Regions from separate parts of the Mus musculus genome. Here all the other regions are linked to region 3. A link is a contact called in public HiChIP or PLAC-seq and promoter capture Hi-C data. All regions are on one chromosome and are shown on one strand. Each heading gives the region's core, a stretch centred on a gene start, on an enhancer-like site or on the middle of the called end of the contact. The rest is flanking DNA. Distances are from core to core; before and after follow the strand shown. Region 1 holds the start of Htr6 (5-hydroxytryptamine (serotonin) receptor 6). Region 2 holds the start of Pax7 (paired box 7). Region 3 holds the start of Iffo2 (intermediate filament family orphan 2).

Region 1 (2,700 bases), core at 113-2,612, 500 kb after region 3:
GACACCCCGTGAGTCAGACACGGAATTCTGCTAACTGTGGCTGGAGAGAAAAGAAGGCCAAGGGATCAGCCGCCACCGGCCCTGAATGCGCAGAACCTACTGAGCATCAGAGCTGGGATCGCAAGTGGGTCTCTGACGCTCCATCCAGGGGTGACCTTCTGTTTCCTCAGGCCTCACAGTGTGGAGTGAAAGACAGGGTCCGTCTTTTGGGTGCTGCGGCTGACTTCACCCACCTTTGGGTGTGAGTGGATACCGTTGATCTGCGGATTTGGACACCGGGCATCTTAAGCACCTTCTGCCTTGAGCACCTGGCGGAACTCGGTTCCACCAGATCCTTGGTTGCCTGGTGCTGGAGACCTCGGTAGAGGCTCTTGACCTCTCTGAGCCTCAGCGTAACACCTTCTTCCTGGTATTTATATTTCTGGCATGTATATTCTGGCTTTATAGTTGGGGGTAGGAATCTGGGTAGAGATATTCCAGGACAAACCAAGGCCATGAACGCAGTGGGCTCTTCTAAGTGGGAGGTATTTCCATTTCAAAAAAGATACGTGTCAGGTTCTCTTCACACTGCTGTACATTTTCTCTCCTCCTCCTCCTTTCCCTCCTCCCCTCCCTCTTCTTCCTCCCCCCTTTCCTATAGAAATGACCACTTTACGTTTCCTTTGCCCATTTCTTGTCCATTTCCTTCCACTAGAATGGAAGTTCACAGATGGGAAGCGTCATCTAATGTCGTGGTGTCCAGATAGATGGTCCAGAGCAGTACCTGGTACCTACAAGGTGTGAAGAAAACTTGGTCATCACTAGGAGGCGCTAGGCCCTACCCCTGTTTGCAGTGACTACCCTTCCAATGGCTTGGAGATTCCCAAATCCCTCACACTGAGACTTGGAGCGCCAACAGGTCAGGGAGGGGGACCTTCACCAAAATCACTCAGTGTTGTTAGAGAACTGGCAGGGTTGATCCAAAGGTGAAGTGTGGTAGAAATTATTTACCCATTGTATAGATCCAGCAGCTGAGGCTCAGAGGGATCTCAAAGGACTTGCTCGGTATTTCCCAGCTGACTTCTCTTGAAAGCTCGGTGATTCTTACAGTGAGTGGCTCGACCCCCATTGGGGAGCAGTCTCCGGGTACATACAGGTCACGTCCCCCTTCCTTGACTTCTGCCTGCGCCATCACCACATGTGGGCAGGGGAGCCACAGGCGAAGGTGTGGGGGCTGCGGGCGCCCGGGAGCGCTTGGAGCATCCTTCTCCAGGCCTAGGGTACCACAACCCCGCTCGCCAGCTAAGAGGGGCTCGACTCTGCCCGCCCACCGCGGGGCGGGGCGGGGCGCACGCTCGGAGCCTCCGGGACCGCGCGTGGCTGAAGCGTCGCGGGCTCCTGCGCACCATCTCCCCGGCTCGGGAGCCCTATGCCCGCCGCGCCACCAGCCGCTGCCTGTAGTCTCCAGCCCCGCGGCGCTTGCCGCAGTCGCCGGCAGCGGATCACCCGCGAGCGCCCAGGTAGGGAGCGCGGGCGGGAGGCGGCCAGGCGAGCCGGCGCGGCCGGGAGGGCGGAGCGCCGCGCCGCGCTGCGCTCCTCTGCCAGCCCTCTCTCCCCCACCAGGTCTGGCCCGGCCCGGTCCGCGGCCTCCGGTACCCGGGATCCTTCAGTGCCTAGGGGAGAAAGGAGACCTGCTTTCCGCCGCCGAGCTGCGCTCCTGTTCTTGGGCCACCCCATTGCGACCCCCACGCGCGACAGCTCGTGATCAAGCGTACTCACACGCCCACCCTCCTCAGAGAGACTGCCCCGACCGGAAGGCGGGAGTTCGCCTCCTGCTCCCACCTCCCCAGCCGTGCCTCTGGCCAGGAGCCCCACCCCCATCCTTAGGCATCCCCGGTGGCTCTATTCCATTCCAGGGCTCTCATCCAGCCCCAGCCCAACTTTCATGGACTCGGCGCATCGGTACCCCTCCCCAAACTTCTTACCCGAGTACTCCAGGTGGCCCCGCCATAGGAGGCGCCCCTACAATCTCTCCCCGACCTCTTGTAATGGTTGCTCGGTGACCTAAGAACCCTGTTTTGCCACCTACTCCTCTGAGGTGCAGTTTTTACCCATCTTGCTTTCTCTTCCTTTGGCTTCACCCTGTATCCGCATTCACCATATCCTGTCCTGGTCCTCAACCCTAGTCCCCATGGTTCCAGAGCCCGGCCCTGTCAACAGTAGCACCCCAGCCTGGGGCCCCGGGCCACCGCCAGCCCCAGGGGGCAGCGGCTGGGTGGCCGCTGCGCTGTGCGTGGTCATCGTGCTGACGGCAGCCGCCAATTCGCTGCTGATCGCGCTCATCTGCACGCAGCCCGCGCTGCGCAACACGTCTAACTTCTTCCTGGTGTCGCTCTTCACGTCGGACCTGATGGTGGGATTGGTGGTGATGCCCCCAGCCATGCTGAACGCGCTGTATGGGCGCTGGGTGCTAGCTCGCGGCCTCTGTCTGCTTTGGACCGCCTTCGACGTGATGTGCTGCAGCGCCTCCATTCTCAACCTCTGCCTCATCAGCCTGGACCGCTACCTGCTCATCCTCTCGCCGCTGCGCTACAAGCTGCGCATGACAGCCCCGCGTGCCCTGGCGCTCATCCTGGGTGCCTGGAGCCTCGCCGCGCTGGCCTCCTTCCTGCCCCTCTTGCTGGGCTGGCATGAACTGGGCAAAGCTCGAACATCTGCCCC
Region 2 (2,700 bases), core at 112-2,611, 260 kb before region 3:
CTGAGTCCACTAGAAAGGGCTCCAAGGTGGTGGCCTAGGAGCTGGAGGAGGAGCTGGAGAGGTTATTCCCCAGGGTTTGGCAGACTCGGATTTGCCAGCATCTCTGGGGATGTATATTTTGCTGCGTTTCTCCGAGCTGCAGGAGGCCAGGCCAGGCCAGGCGCAAGCAGTAAAGCCCTGACAGGTATCAGCGAAGTCAAAATTCTTCCGGGGATGTCACCCTACTCTGTTCCGCCCAGGGAGGGAGTAGTTGTCAAGGAATGTTCAGAGCTAGTGAACTAAAAAGAGAAGGGACACGTGCGGTGGACCCTAGTCCAGGAGGCCAGAGATAGCCGGAGCGGACAGAGAAGATCCCAGCCCAAGGCCGGCTTTCCTACACAGCGGGCAGACAGCTGAAAGCCGTCCGGAGCACAGACCTGCCAGCACATCTCTGGACAACACTTAAAAGAAGTTACCCTCTCCCTCCCTCAGAGCACCCCCAGCCCACGCCATCCCTGGACTCAGAGTTTCAAATTATCTCCCTCCCCCGCGACCCCCTGAGGAAAAAAAGAAAGAAAGAAAAAGAAAAAAAAAGAACGAGGTCGAGTTGGAGATTAAAAAGGAAGGGGAAAAAATACTCGTTGGAGACTTCTTTTCGTTATCGGTCCCCTCTCCCTCCCGAACTGGCCCCCTTTCCTGCTCATGAATAAAAGAAAAGTCCGAACCTATCAGATCTCTCTGGCTGCAGCCTGCTCCCTCCCCTTCCCTGCCGTTGAGCACTTTTGCACAACTTACCCAGCTGATCGCTCGCGCCCCCTCGCTTTTCCTCTTGTGTTCCCCAACCCTGTCGCTCGGGTCACCTCCCCTCCAGTCCGAAACCCGAGCAGGAGCGCGTCCCCGTTCCAGTCCTCCGGGGGACAGGGTGTGAGGGCCAGCAGAAAGAGGCGCTGAGAGGAGGGATCGAGGGGAGGAGGGAGTCCGAGCCAGAGAATAAATATATAAATAAAGACCCAAAGAAAGCCACTCCGCAACCTCTGGGCTCAGGAACTTCGGCCGGGAGCGCGGGAGCGGGTGGCCCGCAAGGCGCAGCTGGGGACAGGGAGCCCGGCCTGCTCGGCCCACGGCAGCCGGTGTCATTCGGCTTAACTTCTGGCCGAGCCCGGCGGGTGGAGGCGGACTTGGGGTTGGAGTGTTTGTTTGTTTGAACTTCCTTGTCGCCACCTTCCACTCCTCCCGCCCCCACCTCACCCCCCCCCGCGCCCAGCTTCTGGAAGGGGCGCGTCTGCAACCGGGTGGGGGGGGGTGCAGAAGGGAGGGGGAAGAGGCTAGTGGGGGGGGGAGGGAAGAAGAGGAGAGGAGGATCGCAGCAGGGGTGAAAGGAAGAGACGCCAAGAGGTTTATCCAGCCGACTCTGGATTCGTCTCCAGCGTGCGCAGGAATGGCGGCGCTGCCCGGCGCGGTCCCCAGGATGATGAGACCCGGCCCGGGGCAGAACTACCCGCGCACCGGCTTCCCCCTGGAAGGTAAGAGAGCGCGCAGGAGGCCTTTACAGGGTCCCCCGGAGGACCTCGGAGATGGCACCCTCCAGGGGAGCGAGCAGCGGGGCTTCCTGGGCTCTGCTGGGTCCCAGTCTCCGCGTGGGACACGGGAAGTTTCTAGAGCGGACACTTGTCAGTTTCTGCGTGGACTCCGCTGACCCTCGGCCCGCGCTCCGTGGGTCACCGGCTGCCGGCCTTTCGCCGCAGGATGCGACTCCCCGGGGAATTCGCATCTGGTCCGTTTTGCGCTCCGGTAAATTCCAGGGTTTCCCACTCTTCTCTGACACAACAGAGTTCCCGGGTCTCTGCGCAGCGCCGCCGGCTTTCTTCCCTAGTTTTGAATTGGTCCCTCAAAGTCGGGATGGGGTCCCTCCAACCCCTTTTATTTCGAAATACCAACAAGCGACACTCTATTTCCACTCCACCAGACCGTCCGCTTCCTCCCAAGCAACTTACTAACTGGCTTTTTTTTTTCCCGGCCCCGACACAAACTAATTAAAAACAATGCATAGTGCCTTATTTCCCGCAAAAACAAAAACAAAAAAATTAAAAACATAACTTTTCCCTACGTCTTTCTAAAGTCTGCAAATGTCCCGGGAAAGAAACTCAAGACCAAAAGAGGGTACAGCAATCCAGGGGACTGTTTTGAGTCTCTAGCCACTCGGGGATGCAGAGGGGACCGGCCGGCGGCGATCGGCCGGGAGAGGAGAAAGGGCCCCTTTGCGCGCCCCCTCCCTTTTCTATTTAAACCTATGGAAGGCTTTCAGCCAGTCACCGAAGGGTCTTCTAGTTTCCTCGGCTCAGACAGCCCATGGTGTCTCAGGAGCAGTTAGAAACGGCGTGCCAATTTTATTTTTTAGCCGCCCCTCTTGTCATTGTGTGGGCCCCACTTGTGGGTGCGGGAGGATGGGGAGAGAAGGCGAGAAGGGGCGGTCTGGCAGCCGGCGATCTAGGGAGGGAGCCCCCTCCCTCGGGCAGCGAGAAGCCGCCGGGTCCCCGAATTAGACAGAGGCGAAGAGAGCGGGCTGCGTGATCAAGTGCGCGCGAGCGGCCACGCAGGCGGGAGAGCGCGGCAGCCGGGGATTTGCCGGAGTCCTCTCCTGGAACGAATGCAAGCAAAACAGGCGGCTAAGGACGCGCAAAGGATTAGGACAATATTTGCCCAACATGACGCAGAATACTG
Region 3 (2,700 bases), core at 35-2,534:
GGAAAGGGAATCTACCACCAACATCTCGGGGAATACCTAGGCTAGGAGACACACCAGCCATGACTTCCATCAAAGGATCAAGTCTTGACTTTCACCGCGGATTAGCCAAGCTGCCTTGAGCAAGACACTTGGTACCTCTTCACCTCAGTTTCCTCATCTGCAGTATGGGGACAAGGCTGCCTCACACCGCACTGTCATGTGGACAGAATGAGATCACCACAAATCCGCTGGTTATTACGTCCCTGGGAAACAATGTGCCTGGCCCCAGGGGTCGGCGCCCAGGTATCCCGCGCTCCCTGCGCTCGTTCGCGGATTTAGATGACCTAGTCCTCCCGCAGTTCGCAGCCCATATGCCAGGCCCTGCTGCCGGTTCTGAGAGCGGCGGAGGAGGGGCGCGTCCACTCACCTCCGTTTGTACTCGTCACGCTCGCGCTTCACCTTGGCCAGCACGTTGTAGAGAGCGCGGATCTCTGGCGTGATGGTGTCGATCTGCACGCCTACGCCGTCCGGGTGTACCCACGACACGCCGGGGCCCTGCACAGTCTCCACGCCACCGCCTCCCGTGCGCCGCACCTGCGTGTAGCTCCAGATGGTCCCGGGCAGGCGACCGTAGTGCTGCGGGTGCGAGCCGCCGCCGGGGGGCAGGCCGCCCAGGGCCACCGCGTTGGCGTTGACGCCGGTGGCCGCGCCGAGGGCCTGCCCGCTTCCCGCAGCCGACGGCCGCAGCAGCTCGGGCCCGGTCTGCACGGCCTGCTCGCGGGAGAAGGTCTTGTAGCGCAGCCGCCGATCGCGCTCGCTCTGCTGCTGCTCCAGCTGTTTCTCCAGGAGCCGGTTGCGCCGCTCCAGCTCGTGCACCTTGGCCAAGAAGCAGCGGAAACGCACGTTGAGCCCCTTGAGGAGGTGGATGTTGGAACCCAGATCGTCCCGCAGCGCCGCCGTTACGGGCGAGGGCCCCGGCCCGGCCCCGCCACCCCCGCCGCCGCCTGCGCAGCCGCCGCCCCCCGGCGGGCAGCCGAAGGCCAAGGCCATCTCTCCGAACAGCAGCGAGTTAACCATGCGCCGGCTGCGTGGCTCAGGGCCCCGGGCCCGTGGCTCCAGATGCGGCTCCAGCTCGGGGCCGGGCTCCCGGCGCGGCCGGGCCAGGGCGGGCGCGGGCTCCAGAGCGGCCGGGGTGGTGTTAGGTGCCAGATGCGGCTCCGCTGCGTCGGGAGAGATGGTGGGACGAGCTGGAGGTCGCGGTGGCTGCGTGGGGCTGGTGAGGGGTCCGGTGCCTGCGCCGCGACTGTCAGAGCTGCTGTGGACCGGCCGCAGCAGCGGCTCGCAGAGGACTCTCAGCCGGCGCTGCCCCCTCTGCGGCGAGCCCCGCCCTCTGCAGGCACAGACCACGCCTCCAGGGCCCGCCCTCTGCAGACACAGACCACACCCCCTGCCTAGCTGCTCTCTGCCCTTCCCGGCCCGCCCTCTATAGGCGAAGGCCTTCCTCCCTAGCCTGGACCGCCCTCTGCGGACATAGGCCACGCCCCTCAACCCATTGCAGCGATTTCACCCGCTGAGACTCGGCTCCTAGGTCTCCAGCCCCGGCCACGCCTATCGGCCCTTGGGCTCCGCCCACCCACAAGCTGCGCCACTCGTCTGCGAGGAGCCTTTCGACTACAGCTCAAGCTCCGCCCAGCAACGGCCCAGAAAACCCTCGCCTGCGTGCGGCGCTGCAGGCCTAGCGGGGTTCAGATAATCTAACGCAGTCTGAATGCGAAACTGTACCCGGGAACGCGGCAGAGCCGGGCACCGCAGCCTCTTGAAAAGGTGGACAGCCTGTGGAGACCTCCACTACCAAGTGTGCCAGGCGGGCTTGACTACCTGCTTGCCCTTCCTCCGTGTCCCAAATTTCCCTGCCCCAGATTCTCAGGCATGCGGGTGACTGTGGCCTGCAAAGGTCTGGCAACCATAGTGTGCGAAGATGCATGAAAACCAGCTCCCCTACTCCAGCCTCCGGAGGCCTTGGTCGCCTTCCTGTCCCCTACCAGGCAGGATCAGGGCTTCTCGCAGCCTTTGAGCCTGCTAGTCCACGGCAAACCCAGAAGCGGGGATGTGAGACAAGCTGGGGAAGAGAAAGCAATGAGCCTCCCAACATGCTTGTCCTCACAACCCTGACTAACCATCTCCTGTCACCTATCACCACATTGTCACAGTCGGCGCTGTAGCTGAGCCCTGAGAGCAGAGGGTCTGTCTATCCATCAATTCTCCCGAATGCCTTGCTGCAATATGGAGTACCACCTATTTGGAGGACACTTATTTGGACCCATCCATCTTCCGTCCTTTCAGCCATCTATCCTTCACACCTACCACCCTAAAAACCAGTATTCCCTGCGATCTCCAAGTGTCTCCTGTACCCACTGCAAGCATTAGCTCACAGCAGGCACCTATTTAAGTATTATCCTCATTTTACAGAGAAGGTCGCTGAGACCTGAGCTTTACCACCACCTCAAAACACACTCTACCCAGCCTTCCGAGCTGCTGGCCTTTGGTCCTCACCACAAACTTCCTAAGGGAAGGACCCCACCTTGAATGCCTGTGGCTTACACCGTCAGCTCTTAACCAGATATGTGGTATGTTTTAGATTCTTCCGGCCACATCTTTTTTTCCCCTCTCACCGCCATTGTCTTGTTACTAGCTTATGTGTCCGTCTTGTCTGCTTGTGCG

The links. Promoter capture Hi-C pulls out the DNA fragments that hold promoters and counts their contacts. HiChIP or PLAC-seq counts read pairs in DNA pulled down with a chosen protein or histone mark.
Region 1: a contact with region 3 is called in an HNF4G HiChIP or PLAC-seq map of pancreatic cancer cells. The contact joins the promoter of Htr6 here to the promoter of Iffo2 in region 3. A contact is called at or near these places in 1 of 484 Hi-C or Micro-C datasets (the G1E-ER4 cell line) and 2 of 115 datasets of contacts at active chromatin or transcription factors (embryonic stem cells and pancreatic cancer cells).
Region 2: a contact with region 3 is called in a promoter capture Hi-C map of embryonic stem cells, with 5 times the contacts expected there. The contact joins the promoter of Pax7 here to the promoter of Iffo2 in region 3. A contact is called at or near these places in 3 of 39 promoter capture datasets (the C10 cell line and embryonic stem cells), 6 of 484 Hi-C or Micro-C datasets (all in embryonic stem cells), 3 of 115 datasets of contacts at active chromatin or transcription factors (embryonic forebrain, embryonic stem cells and neural tube) and 2 of 9 other capture datasets (embryonic stem cells and liver).

The regions. Positions count from the first base shown.
Region 1 is chr4:139,074,232-139,076,931 of GRCm38.p6, reverse strand. It overlaps Htr6 (5-hydroxytryptamine (serotonin) receptor 6), which reads left to right and starts at 1,362. Exons shown (of 4, transcript NM_001377096.1): 1 at 1,362-1,499; 2 at 1,603-2,700. The coding sequence starts at 2,171.
Region 2 is chr4:139,831,629-139,834,328 of GRCm38.p6, reverse strand. It overlaps Pax7 (paired box 7), which reads left to right and starts at 1,361. Exons shown (of 9, transcript NM_011039.2): 1 at 1,361-1,502. The coding sequence starts at 1,418. It overlaps Gm46873 (a long non-coding RNA gene), which reads right to left and starts at 861. Exons shown (of 3, transcript XR_001784470.2): 1 at 775-861.
Region 3 is chr4:139,573,304-139,576,003 of GRCm38.p6, reverse strand. It overlaps Iffo2 (intermediate filament family orphan 2), which reads right to left and starts at 1,284. Exons shown (of 9, transcript NM_001205173.1): 1 at 407-1,284. The coding sequence starts at 1,056.